Regions from separate parts of the Mus musculus genome. Here region 2 is linked to region 1. The links are chromatin contacts, called in public Hi-C maps. All regions are on one chromosome and are shown on one strand. Each heading gives the region's core, a stretch centred on a gene start, on an enhancer-like site or on the middle of the called end of the contact. The rest is flanking DNA. Distances are from core to core; before and after follow the strand shown. Region 1 holds the start of Dbr1 (debranching RNA lariats 1). Region 2 holds the start of Dnajc13 (DnaJ heat shock protein family (Hsp40) member C13).

Region 1 (6,222 bases), core at 516-3,015:
GAAACAGAAAACAGAAACAAGGGAAGGAAGGATAAAGAGTCTAAGAGGCAGAGCCCTGAACACCAAATATTTGGATCCTACCTGAGCAAGTCATTTGTAGATCCGGTAACTGAGACATGCAGAGAAATGCGTATGGACAAGGCACGAGAGAAGGACTAACTCACTATAGTTAGGTATAAAATGGCACCAGAACTACGTGTGTCTAAAAAAAATCTATCACTCGAAAGTCATGTACTTAGGGGCTGGAGAGATGGCTCAGAGCACTGGATGCTTTTCCACAGGTCCCGAGTTCAATTCCCAGCACCACATGGTGGCTTCTAACCATCTATAATGGGATCTGGTGCTCTGTAGGCACATATGCACTCAGAACACTGTATACACGGTAGATAAATAAATACATCTTGGGGTAGGGGGAGTCATGTACTTAAAAATCCACAAATGAAATAACCCAGTGGTTAGGATTTGCTTTAAGGCATCCCAGCCATCTCCCTCAGGAAAAGTTTAAACAATACTGGATATTTAAATATGGGAGTAGAACAAAGTAATAGGAGTTGAGGTTAACAAGTAAAGAAATTTATTAAACTACTCGGTATTTTTATGTATGTTTAGCATTTTCCATTATAAAGTTTAATGCAATAAGAAAAAAGCAAAGAGACTACAAAAAAAAAAACTTGTCATCATATTAGCTATTATTTAAACCTCTAGAAGAAAATGGATGTATGTTCATGACTGGCCATTTAATAACTATTTTAACTCAATTCTCATGATTATTTAAGTTAATGGCATTCACCACATGTCTTCTAGAAGCTGCCCAGCTGGTACAGATTCTGACAAGACCAAAAAAAGTGCACATAAACACATACCTAAATAATAAATATTCGGCGCTACCCAGCCACCATAGGGTAACTCTTGCAAATGGTTTGAGGCTTCATGGTTTCCTCCAATGAAGATGGTGAGAACCGGGGCCTTTTTCTCTCCAGAGTAATATCTACAACATAACGGTAATAAAGCTGTCAGGAACCAAACTAAACACAAAAAAGCAAGAGGTCAGAAGGAAAAGGCCGAGCTCAAAAACGATCAAACGGTCCCCACTATCTTCCCATCCCTGCCCTTAAGAATAAATTAAATCTTGAGTGTCGAGCACACATTCATTGAGATCAAGAACTTTGTGAAGTGCAAGTCTGGGCTTCTAGAACCCAGACTAGCACACAGCAGGTCACGGGAAAACCAGATCATTAAATCAACTAACCATCGTGTTCTAGCAAATCCAAAGTATCTAAACCTGCTGGTGTCACCCCGGGTCCCTGGGAAGAAGAGCCAGGTGTGTACAGAGAGGAGGAGGCCAGGGCCATTTCCTAAGCTCCGGGTCCAACAGACATCGCGATCTGCGGCAGCAGGACCTGGAACCCCACGCGAGGACCGGCCGCGCGCCCCTCACCTGTAGAAGGTCTGCATGTGACGGTACTTGGGCGGCACGGCCATGCAGCGCAGGTCGGCCTCGTTGCGCACCGCCTGGAAGTCGCCGCAGCACAGAAGGAGATCCACGGGTCCCGAGCCGCGCCGCTCCGCCAGCGCCAGAGTCTCGTAGATCTTGTCCAGCTCGCCGTGGCAGCAGCCGGCCACGGCCACCCTCATCGTGACGTTGGGCCGCGGAACTCAACAGCAACACCCCGGAGCACCTGCAGCCCGGGTCGCACAGCAAAGAACACCAGGCAGCCGGCCCACCCGGCTCCCGCCAACACCAACCGAGCCGCGGCTGAGTTTCGAGTCCTTTATGTAACTTCCGGCTTCCAAGTCTCGCGAGAGAGGGAACGGGAAGGGCCCGGTCAAGCCGGAGGGGGGAAACTTTGAACTTGTTTAATGGAGACCCTGTCTGTCTTCGTGATCCCTTGCGTGCTAGCAATCTAGTGGGTTACATTGTTTAAAACTAGAAAAAGAAATAAAATCTCCAAGAATAGGGATTGAATTTAGTAAAATCAAGGTAAGCAGCCGGGCGTGGTGGCGCACGCCTTTAATCCCAGCACTTGGGAGGCAGAGGCAGGCGGATTTCTGAGTTCGAGGCCTTCCTGGTCTACAAAGTGAGTTCCAGGACAGCCAAGGCTACAGAGAAACTCTGTCTCGAAAAACCAAAAAAAAAAAATCAAGGTAAGCAAGTGAGCAGGAGCGATTGAGCAATTAATTCCCTAGAGCAAATCTCTCCCTGGCAACGATGATTGCCTTAAAAATGAATTAGAAAGTAAAAAGAGGTTTTAATGATGACATTAAAATTTAAATGCAACGTTGAAGCTTACTGATTATTTTAAAACTATACACCAACCCTCCCGGGGGGAATTTCTAAAATTATTTTTGACTAAGGGGAATGGGTATTTTCCTACCAAATTGTTTGCCTAACTGTAACGCAAGATGAATGAAAGGTTAAATATCTCGAAAACTTCTGGAGAGAAAAGGTGGCGACTAATCAAGGAAGAATGAATGGCAAAGAAGAAAGCCAGTAAAGGAAATCTAATCAAGGGCATACAGTTGTAGCGCCACGAAAGTGTTAGCGATCCCCCAAAACCAGGCAGGAGCCCATCTGATGTAACTCATAGCACGGTCTTTATTCTATCCCAGCTCGCTGTGGCTCGCCACCAACACACAGCACAGTTTTTGGTGTACCCCGAATGTCAGTGGGGACAAGACTTTATAGAAAGCTACAAGCAGAGGGTGGGATGTGGTAGTGGTGGTAGTTAAGCATCTAATTCGAGAGCTACCATGGCCTTTAACACAATTGGCTGGTGCTGGGAGTCATATCATAAACTTAATTTCTGCTTCCCTCTGCATTAGTGGTCGTTAGGCAGGGGGTGGCCTCGTAACCTGGGGGTGCAGATATGTTGGGGTAATAACCTGGGGACGCTGGTCTTGTTGAGGGGTAACTTGGAAACTAGTGTTATGTTGGTTAGTTTGTCTGAGTTCAAACTTTGGCCAGGTTCTCTAAAATGGAGTCTGAACTTACAAGATTTGGCCTCTCAACAGAGAAGTATACATTTAAACAACTGAAAAATTTAATCAGTTAAATACAATCTAGGCTGGGGGCGTGGCAGGGGGAGGGAGGGGATGGTGGCTCTGCCTTTAATCCTTGTATTCCAGAAATAAGCAAGCAGATCCCTGGCCAGTGTGGTCAGCATGGTCTATAAAGTGAATTAAGACAGCTGGGGCTAGCCGGGCGTGGTGGTGCTCGCCTTTAATCCCATTACTCGGGAGTTTGAGGCCAGCCTGGTCTACAAAGTGAGTTCCAGGACAGCCAGGGCTACACAGAGAAATCCTGTCTCGAAAAACAAAACAAACAAAAAAATTTGACAGCTGGGACTGATGCATGGAGAAGCCCTGTCCCATAAAACCAAGAAAGAAAAAAGAAAAAGAAAGAAAGACAAAACCATACAGAGAAATGTCTCAGAAAAGACGATCTAATCAAGGTTATACAATTTTATAAGTCAGACTCTACTCTTTTTTGCGTCTGTTCTGTTTGTTCCTTCCAATTTTCCTTTCCTTTCCTTTTCTCTTCTTTTCTTTGGAGACAGGATCTTTTTATGTATCTCTGATTGGCCTGGAACTATGTAGATCAGACCGGCCTGAACCTGAAGTAGGCTTTCATTTTTAACTTATACAAACTACTTCCTTCTAGATTCTTTACATAGAATTTTTTTTTCATTTTGTGTATATATTCCTTTAGAACCATGCCTCAAAACATTAGATATTCCTTGGCTACTGGTACAAAATGCCAGATTATTATAAAACCCATCTCAGCAAGATTTTCAAATATAAGCTAGATGAGCTTTTAATTTCCTCTAAAGACCTGAGGTACAGGAACGTGCCAACACCAGCACAGCAACTCCTTCCTTCCTCTGGTCATGAAAGGAGCAGGCATGCTGGCTCATTCCAGTTTTCACTGTTTCCTAGAAGGAGACACCACAGTGGTGCCTGTGCCTACATTTATTCAGGTCTCTATTACCTGAGCCCAAGCCCAGTGAAGTAGGTGTCATGTAACACACACATATACACACACACACACACACACACACACACACACACACACACACACACAGAAGGTGTCCTTGTTAAGCTATGTAGTTTGACTCTTTCTCCCTCAGAAAGGCAGTTTCTCCCATTCTCAGCATTTCTTAGTTGCTTTAGGGTGTCTAGGTTTGAAGGATTTTTCCCATGGGATTTTTCTCTTTCATGATAGCATGTCCATTGGCTTTTTGTTTGTTTGTTTGTTTGTTTGGCTGTTTGTTTGGTTGGTTTCTTTGTTGGTTGGTTGGTTTTAGGTTTTGGGTTTTATTAAGACAAGGTTTCCTTGTGTAGCTATGACTGTCTTGGAACTTGGTCTGTAGGACAGGATGGCCTTTAACTCGCAGAGACCTGCACTCCTTTGTCTCAGGAGTGCTGGAATCAAAGTGGTATGCCACCATGGCACAGCAGCACATCCACTGGTGTCATCCGTGTTTGCTCCTTGTTTTGTCAGCCATGTCAACGAGACTTCATTTCTAGGAGACACAGCCTCACTGCAAATTCTCTGGCTCTTCCAATCTTTCCTACTTCTCTTCTGTGGTGACTCCTGAGCCTTAGATGCAGTAGTTAATTTTACTTGTTGTATGTGTGTTGTCTGTCTGACCATCTGTCTCTCTGTCTCTGTATATGTGTGTGTGTGTGTGTGTGTGTGTGTGTGTGTGTGTGTGTGTGTGTGTGAATGTTATGGTTCATGTGTGGAGATCAGAGGACAATTTGGGAGAATTGGTTCTCTCATTCTTTTTTTTTTTTAGAATGGAACTCAAGCTGTTGGCTTGATGAAAAGTGCCTTTACTTTCTGAGCCATCTCACTAGCCTAAATTCTACTTTTAAAAGTATAACTATATCTGTGATAGGTTGTCAACTTGACTTCATCTGGAATTAACTAAAACTCAAAAATGGAGGTGAGGGATTTTTGCTTAATTTGAAGTAGGAAGATCTACTTCTAATCCAGATCTTTGAGGTAGGAAGAGACAGCTTTTTAAAAAGATTTATTTATGGGCTGGTGAGATGGCTCAGTGGGTAAGAGCACCCGACTGCTCTTCCGAAGGTCCAGAGTTCAAATCCCAGCAGCCACATGGTGGCTCACAACCATCTGTAACGAGATCTGACGCCCTCTTCTGGTGTGTCTTAAGACAGCTACAGTGTACTTACATGTAGTAAATAAATCTTTAAAAAAAAAGATTTATTTATCATTATATGGGCATCAGATCTCATTACAGATGGTTGTGAGCCACCATGTGGTTGCTAGGATTTGAATTCTAGACCTCTGGAAGAGCAGTCAGTTCTCTTAACCACTGAGCCATCTCTCCAGCCCAAGAGACAGCTTTTATGTAGATATTTTGAGCTGGGAAAGCCCACCTTTAATCTGGGCCACACTTTCTGCTGAAAGCCTATATAACAGGGACATGAAGGAAGGAAGCTTTTGCTCTTTTGCTCTTTGCTTGCTTGCTCTTATCTCAATAGCAAGTCCATCCCTTCCTGGCATTAGAGCCTACTTCTTTGAGATTCTGGTATATACTGAAGACCAGCTGAGACAACCAAGCTCATGGGCTGAACAACTACTAGATTCTTGGACTTTCCATTTATAACCAGCCATTGTTGGATTAGCTGAACCAAAGACTGTGAGTCATTCCAATAGATCCCCTTTCTATATAGAGAGAAATTTATTCTATAAGTTCTGCTACTCCAGAGAACCCTGACAATACAGCTATGCAGTCTGGGAGTTCTATATAAATATTACAGACTTTTCAGATTTATCACTGGCTACTTACCTCCTACCCTATATTTCTATTTTTTCTTCATTAAACTCTTTATTATTGTGTTTGACACACAAGCTAGATATCTGCAAGGAGGGACTCTTAATTGAGAAGATGCCTCCACAGGATACAGCTATAGGGCAGTTTCTCAATCAGTGATCAGTGGGGGAGGGTTCAGGCTATTGTGGGTGGTTTCATCCCTGTGCTGGTGGTCCTGGGTTCTACAGGGAGCAAGCTGAGCAAGCCATGGAAGCAAGCCAGTAACCAGCACCCCTCCATTCCCCCCTGCATCAGCTCCTGCCTCTCAGTTCCTGCCCTGTTTTGAGTTTCTATCCTGACTTCCTTCAGTGATGAAAAATGATATGGAAGTGTAAGCTAAATAAACTCTTTTCTCCTCAAGTTGCTTTGGTCATGGTGT
Region 2 (6,160 bases), core at 2,866-5,365, 4.7 Mb before region 1:
CCTGGGCCTGGTCCAGTTTTATAGCTTGGTTGCTGTCTTAGTTACCTTTCTTCCTGTTGCTACAATAAAATATCCTAACAAAAGTAACTCGAGGAAAGAAAGGAGGAATGATTTGGGCCCAGAATTCTAGGTACAGTCCATCACGGAGGGCAAGACAAGGCAACTGGTCACACTCAACCCACAGTCAAGAGGCAGACGCTGATGAATGAAATGGGTGAACTGGGTTCAGTTCGTTCCTCCTTTGTCTACAGCCCATAATCCCAGACCAGGGAATGGTGCCAGCCACAGAGGGCGAGTTTCCCACATCAATTAACCAAATACAGATAATCACTCACCGGAATGTCCCTTTTAAGAATAGCCGAGACTATATACTTATTTCTGTATTTGGAGTTGAGTCTGACCTCTGTGTACATAGATATCCCACTGAAATGTTCCGGAGTTTCTTATCGGGCTTTAAGGAGTTCAGGGTAAGTGTCCTTTCTTTGAAATGCTTTTGTCAGGAGTCTTTCAGGTTTCATTCTTAAACGGGAGCTAGAGTGTGAGTGTGTAGATTTTAATAGGCGGACATCCATAATTGAAAAACTCTGAACTATGAAATGCACCAAACTCTGAAACGTCTTAGGTGCTGACATAAATGTGAAATTTTGGAATATTTCAGATTTTCTGATAAGAGATGTCCAACAGGACTGGTGACTAACATCTAGCTAAACATATATTATATTAGTTGCTTTTCTGTTTCTGTGATAGAACGCCATGACCAAGTGTGTTTATTTGGGCTGATGGTTCTAACGGGGCCAAAGGCTGCCATGGTGGGGGAGCATGGCACTGATTAGCAGGTACGGGCATGGCAGCTCAAGCAAGATGCTGAGTGCTCACACCCTTTACCATAAGCAGAAAGCAGACTAGAGGTAGGTGAGGCTTCTCTCTCTCTCTCTCTCTCTCTCTCTCTCTCTCTGAAGTTAAACCATTTTATTTGAGAAAAGAGGGCAGACACATGAACCCTGCCATTCTTGTGGGGGAGGCGGCAGCAATGTCCATATCCAGGGGAACCTGAACATGCAAACAGCACCACGAATTCATGGACACTGGATAAAAACTCTCAAAGCCTGTTTCCAGTGACACGCACACCTCCTAAACCTTCCCAAACACTGCTCCCATCTATGGACCAAATGTTCAGATGCCTAAGACCCGGGGGCTACGTCTCATCCCACCACACATATCATCGATAACACATTATTAAGTGCTATCTTGCAGTTTTCAAATTAATTTTATTTCATGTTCAGTAGCCACATGGGGATGGTGGTTAATGTGTTTAAAACAGTTTATCTGGATGTGGTCATGACTGTCCATGACCAAAGCATTCCAGGAGCTACAGAGGTGGCTTAGATGTTTAAAGCACTTGTTGCTCTTGCAAAGACACTGGATTCAATTCCTAGCACCCACATGGCAGCTCAAAACTATTCATGACTCTAGTTCCAAGGCACACATCTGCCCTCTGCACACACCAGGCATGCAAGAGGTACACATAGAGATAGGTGGGCAAAGCACTCATACACTAAAATAAATCTAATAATGTTTTAACTAAACTAAACCCACAGAACTCCAGGCAATGACAAAGGAGGATTGAAAGATTCAAGGCTAGCCTGGGAAACAGAGCAAGAAACCATGCCTCAAATGGCAAAACAATACAAAGGCAGCAGTAGACAGCAAGATGTGGATCGAAACACTGCGGCATGGTGTAGAGTTCTTAGTGGTTATATTGGGTCTGGGCATGGATATATTTAGGAAGTCCACTTCAACAGTAGCAGGGAACTCAATGAACAGGCTTTGCCATGTAGATCTTTTAAGATCTTGAACGTCTCCTGTGTTGGATGTCGACTTAGAACACAGATAAAATTACTGCTGTCTAGAAAGCAGTGAGGTGTGAATTTTAAAAAGTGTTGAAATGATATATCATCGCACAACTTTGGTATGAAAATTTGATAGGTGCGCACTATGAAAAAAGGTATCTGCAATTGTATTTGCGATCATGGGCTTCGAAGGAAAAAAGATAAACGCAGAAAGAGAAGTTTGAAGGTCTACCTTGAACTTGACACCCTTTCAAAAATGTTGAGGGGGTGGGGAGCCAGGTAACTTAACAGAAGTCTCTGGAAAGATGAGCCAAGTCTTCCTACTCATCCCGATTCTTGTCTCTAGTTCTAGCATCTTAAGAAGAGTGACAACTTTATGCAAATCTCACTAAGGGAAATGAGGAAGCAGCACAGAGGCTGGCAGGTGGAAACACAGGAAAGGGTGGGATACGATGATATGGGCAGGTGGACTGGCAGATAATGAAAGGCTGGGACACAGAGGAGGAGGAGGAGGAGGAGGAGGAGGAGGAGGAGGAGGAGGAGGAGGAGGAGGAGGAGGAGAGAAGAGCAAAACCAACCATTCAAACCTGGAAATGATTTCTGCAAGAGAAGGCTTATGGGAAGAATACAGTTTCTCCACTTCAGGATGCGTTCAGAGGCAGGGAATTTTCCACTACAGGGGACGGAGGCAGTTCATGTTACCTAAGCTCCTTTCACCTCTGAGAATCCATTTATTTGGTTCCAAATATTAAATAGAGAGGCAGTGTCAAGGGTTTAGTAGTTTGATGACCTGGGTGTTACAGTCTGGGGCCAAATCTCGGCTCAACCTTTTGGATGAACCTCACCTTGATTTAGTCACTTAGGAACTCTGGGTCAGCCTTTTTTACCAAATAGAAATAGGACCGCCCACACCTAGTTCTGGCAATACTCTAAGGGTCTGTAACATATACAAAGCCACGTAAGCACATGCTTTTATTACCCTGGGATAGGCCAAGGGCATCTTGTTTTGTTTTTCATTGTTGTTTTTTCCCCTTTCCACTCTACTTCAGGTCTCATCTTTCCAAGCAAGCCATTTCTGGCTGCTCACAGGCACTTTTATTTCACTGGGACAGTGTGGGAAAGCCTTCCTAAGGAAAAATCTAGTCGTCTCCAGTAACACAAATGGGTCAGTCGGCCAAAAAGTCAAGTCTGTAGAAACCATTTTACATGTTTTTCATCCCAAAACCTCCATCTATGAAACGATTCAACCACAGACGGGGTCCCTGAGAAATTCCAGTTCCAGGGTTGCTACACAATAATAATATTAGGCTCACCAGAGCATTTAAACCTAGAACTGTGTGTCCATACAAGTTTTTTTCCCCCCACAGAATCACGTTTTAGAGGGTAGTCTGCCCCTCTCACATCTTAGATGAGACACCGTCTGTTGCTCAGAGCTCTGACACAATTGTCATCTGTAACTTTGTTTCATTCTGATACTGTCACTCTCCTGAGTTCCCCTCTTCATATAGTTTCAGTGAGTTCCTATCCAGAGAGCAGTTCTTGAGTCAACTTACTTGAGCTCAAATACTAAGTCTACTACTGTGGAACTACACATCAATTTATTATCTGAAAATAGAGGATAATCCCTATCTCAGACGGCTGCAAGTTAATTGACCTTAAGTAGTTGGCCAATTAAATCCTGGCTCTGGGATCAGAGGTCCAGGAAGGCAGCAGTGTTAACTGTCCCAACACTTCACCCGCAAAGGCCTTTGACCTCTGAGGCTTCGGTCTCCATTATCTCCCTGAACACTCAAAACTTAAATCCGCGTTCAGGGTGTGTCAGTAGCGAGTAAAAGTTATGCCCACGATGCAGCTAAACCAGAGATGCGCACTGAGGCTTTCGACGGCTTCGTGGATGCGCCAGGACACTGAAGACTAGGGCTAGGTAACAGAGCTGCTCCTTTGCAGAGTTACAGTAGCCAATGCCAGCGTCTGGCTGAGAGGCGTGTCTCCAGGGATTCAGGGGGCGTGGCCTCTCGGACCGCTCCAGGGGGCGTGGCGCCTCGCCTTCTGCTTGGGCCAAGGCTCTCTTTCGCTAAGCGCACGCGTACTTCCCGAGAGGCGGAACGGCGGGCGGCGCGCACGCGGCGCTTCCCGGAAGACGGCGAATGGGCCACCGAGGGAGGGAGCACAGTGCTCCCGAGGGCGGGGCGCGAGGCGGAAGCGCCGAGGTCAGCTGACAGGGTCTCGTGACGGCCGGGGCGGCGGCCACGCACGCGCGTTAGGGTTCAGCGCTCGCAAGCCTGGTGGAAGATGGCGGCGTCCAGGGCGAGCCTCTGAGAGGCAGAGGGAGGAGCGGAGGGGTGGGGGCCGCGGCGCAGGAACCCGCGGCGACAGGCCCCGGCGGGGAAAAGGAAAGCGAGAGGGGACGGGGCCGGCGGCGCCTCCATCCTACTCAAGACGTGGAGCCGGCGGCGGGCGGAGCTCGGGCTGGAGCGCCTCCAGCCTCCTGCGAAGGTAAAGCCGCCTCCGGCTCTGGGTTTCTGCGATGCCGCTTCCCACCTTCGGGGACCCGGGGGCTCCGGGCAGGGACCCCAGAGCGGGCGGCGTTAAGCTGCTGTGTGTGGCTCGAACCTGCTGAAGCCGCGATCCTCCGTCCAGGGATCCCTGCGCTCGGACCCTCCCCTCCCCCGGCTCTGAGTGACATTTGCCCGGGGCACTGCCCGGCAGCCCCACCCCTCTCTCTGCCTGGCCGTCTTTTCTCCCATCACTATCCCTGTCCCCCACTTCTCTCGGCAACTCTCCCCGACTCAACTCCACACCTCCTTCCCCTGTGGGCTCCGCCCTCGGGATTCCCTCCTGGATGCCGGCGCCTCCGGTTTTCTTAGGTTAGCGGTCCTGCTTCCTTCCTCTGGGGTCCCGCGTAGACTCGATTTTTTTTTTTTTTTCTTTCTTTTTTCCTCGTCTCAGTTTTGTTTCGATTTGATGGGAAAGGAGGGGCAGCTGCTGTTCTCTTCCTCAAGTCCTTTATCAAACACCAAGTTTTCCCCCCAAGGCTTTTCCTTCTTGTAAAGTAGCCTGGCCTGTTCACTGTTGCCCGTGCTGGGCTGTGATTTCACCTCTGAACGCGGCTTTTGGTGTAGGTGAAGCAGCACTTTGGACGCCCAATGAAGTGGGTGTTGAGAGTACACCTGCGTGCCCCCGCCCCCCAAAAAACCCCTATTGTAAGATGCTAAATTAGCCACTCTTACCTTGAAACCGTTTCCCTAATCACTTGGTGGAAGGATGATGTAAATAAAAATCGCCCCCTAACACAGAGATGAACTCCCAAAGTAGTGATTTTTTACTTCCACGATCTGCTTTTCCCGTTTATTCTATAGTTTAGTTTTTTTTTTTGTTGTTGTTGTTTCTAGTGCCTCATTGTTTAACTTAATTTAGCTTACAGCATAAAAGCCCCTTTAATTTTCATATATAGTATAAACCAATGTTTAAGTTGCAATATCGCAAATGGTGGCTCTGGCTGTTAATACCACATTACGTTCAGGGACGGGACCGCCAGTCCTAGTTGAGAAAACACTGAGTTCACATTTGTTTGGAAACAGGAAGTACAAACAAATTAAAGGAGAAAAAGAGGAGCCAGAGTTAAGAAACAGGGATGTAAAGACCTTAAAGCTAGCTTGAGTCCTGGGCCAATACCAGCATTCGTATTCCCCCGAGAAACTATGGATATTCTTTTCTAATGCAGTAGTAGTAGTGTAAATCATACTAGCAAGCGTGACTGCAAACAAACCAAGTTCTAAAACGTGAATGTGCACAGTAATAAAGTTGCACACTGGTGGAGAGCATGAATTATTTGGTTACCCAGGCAGATGGTAATAACCTGTTTTTCTTAAACTTAGAAGAAAGGTTAATAGTGGAACCTAGTTCCCAATAGATACTAAGGTAGAGTTGAAATCAAAAGATCATGTTATACCTTTGTTGGCCCCATTCCTCCAGCACTTGTAATTACACGGGTGAGTTTGCAATGTCCCTTTCAGACTTCTCTCCTGCTTCTCTGAGGAAAGTGTAAACAGAATTATGCAGCTACATGGCAGCCCAGTTTTGCTTGTTGCTAAGGCTTTGGTCTAATATCTGGTGGGAGTTAAAGTGCAGTTTTTAGTTCATTATGTTTGTTTTAGTCTTCACATATTAGGATCATTTTTTTGCACTTAGAATGTTGTTTGTATTTATTCTGTGTGTTTGGGTCCATGTGCCATGTAGCTGTGTGAAGGTCAGAACAACTTGCAGAAGTGCAGTGTGTTTCTTCACGGTGTGGAGCCTGAGGCTTGAAC

What was found. A called contact is a pair of places that touch in the nucleus more often than the background predicts.
Region 2: a Hi-C map of CD4 T cells shows a contact between it and region 1, with 7 times the contacts expected there. The contact joins the promoter of Dnajc13 here to the promoter of Dbr1 in region 1. A contact is called at or near these places in 1 of 39 promoter capture datasets (erythroid cells) and 1 of 484 Hi-C or Micro-C datasets (CD4 T cells).

Annotation. Positions count from the first base shown.
Region 1 is chr9:99,571,342-99,577,563 of GRCm38.p6, reverse strand. It overlaps Dbr1 (debranching RNA lariats 1), which reads right to left and starts at 1,765. Exons shown (of 8, transcript NM_031403.3): 1 at 1,439-1,765; 2 at 864-988. The coding sequence starts at 1,635.
Region 2 is chr9:104,260,885-104,267,044 of GRCm38.p6, reverse strand. Dnajc13 (DnaJ heat shock protein family (Hsp40) member C13) reads left to right here and starts at 4,115. Exons shown (of 56, transcript NM_001163026.1): 1 at 4,115-4,346.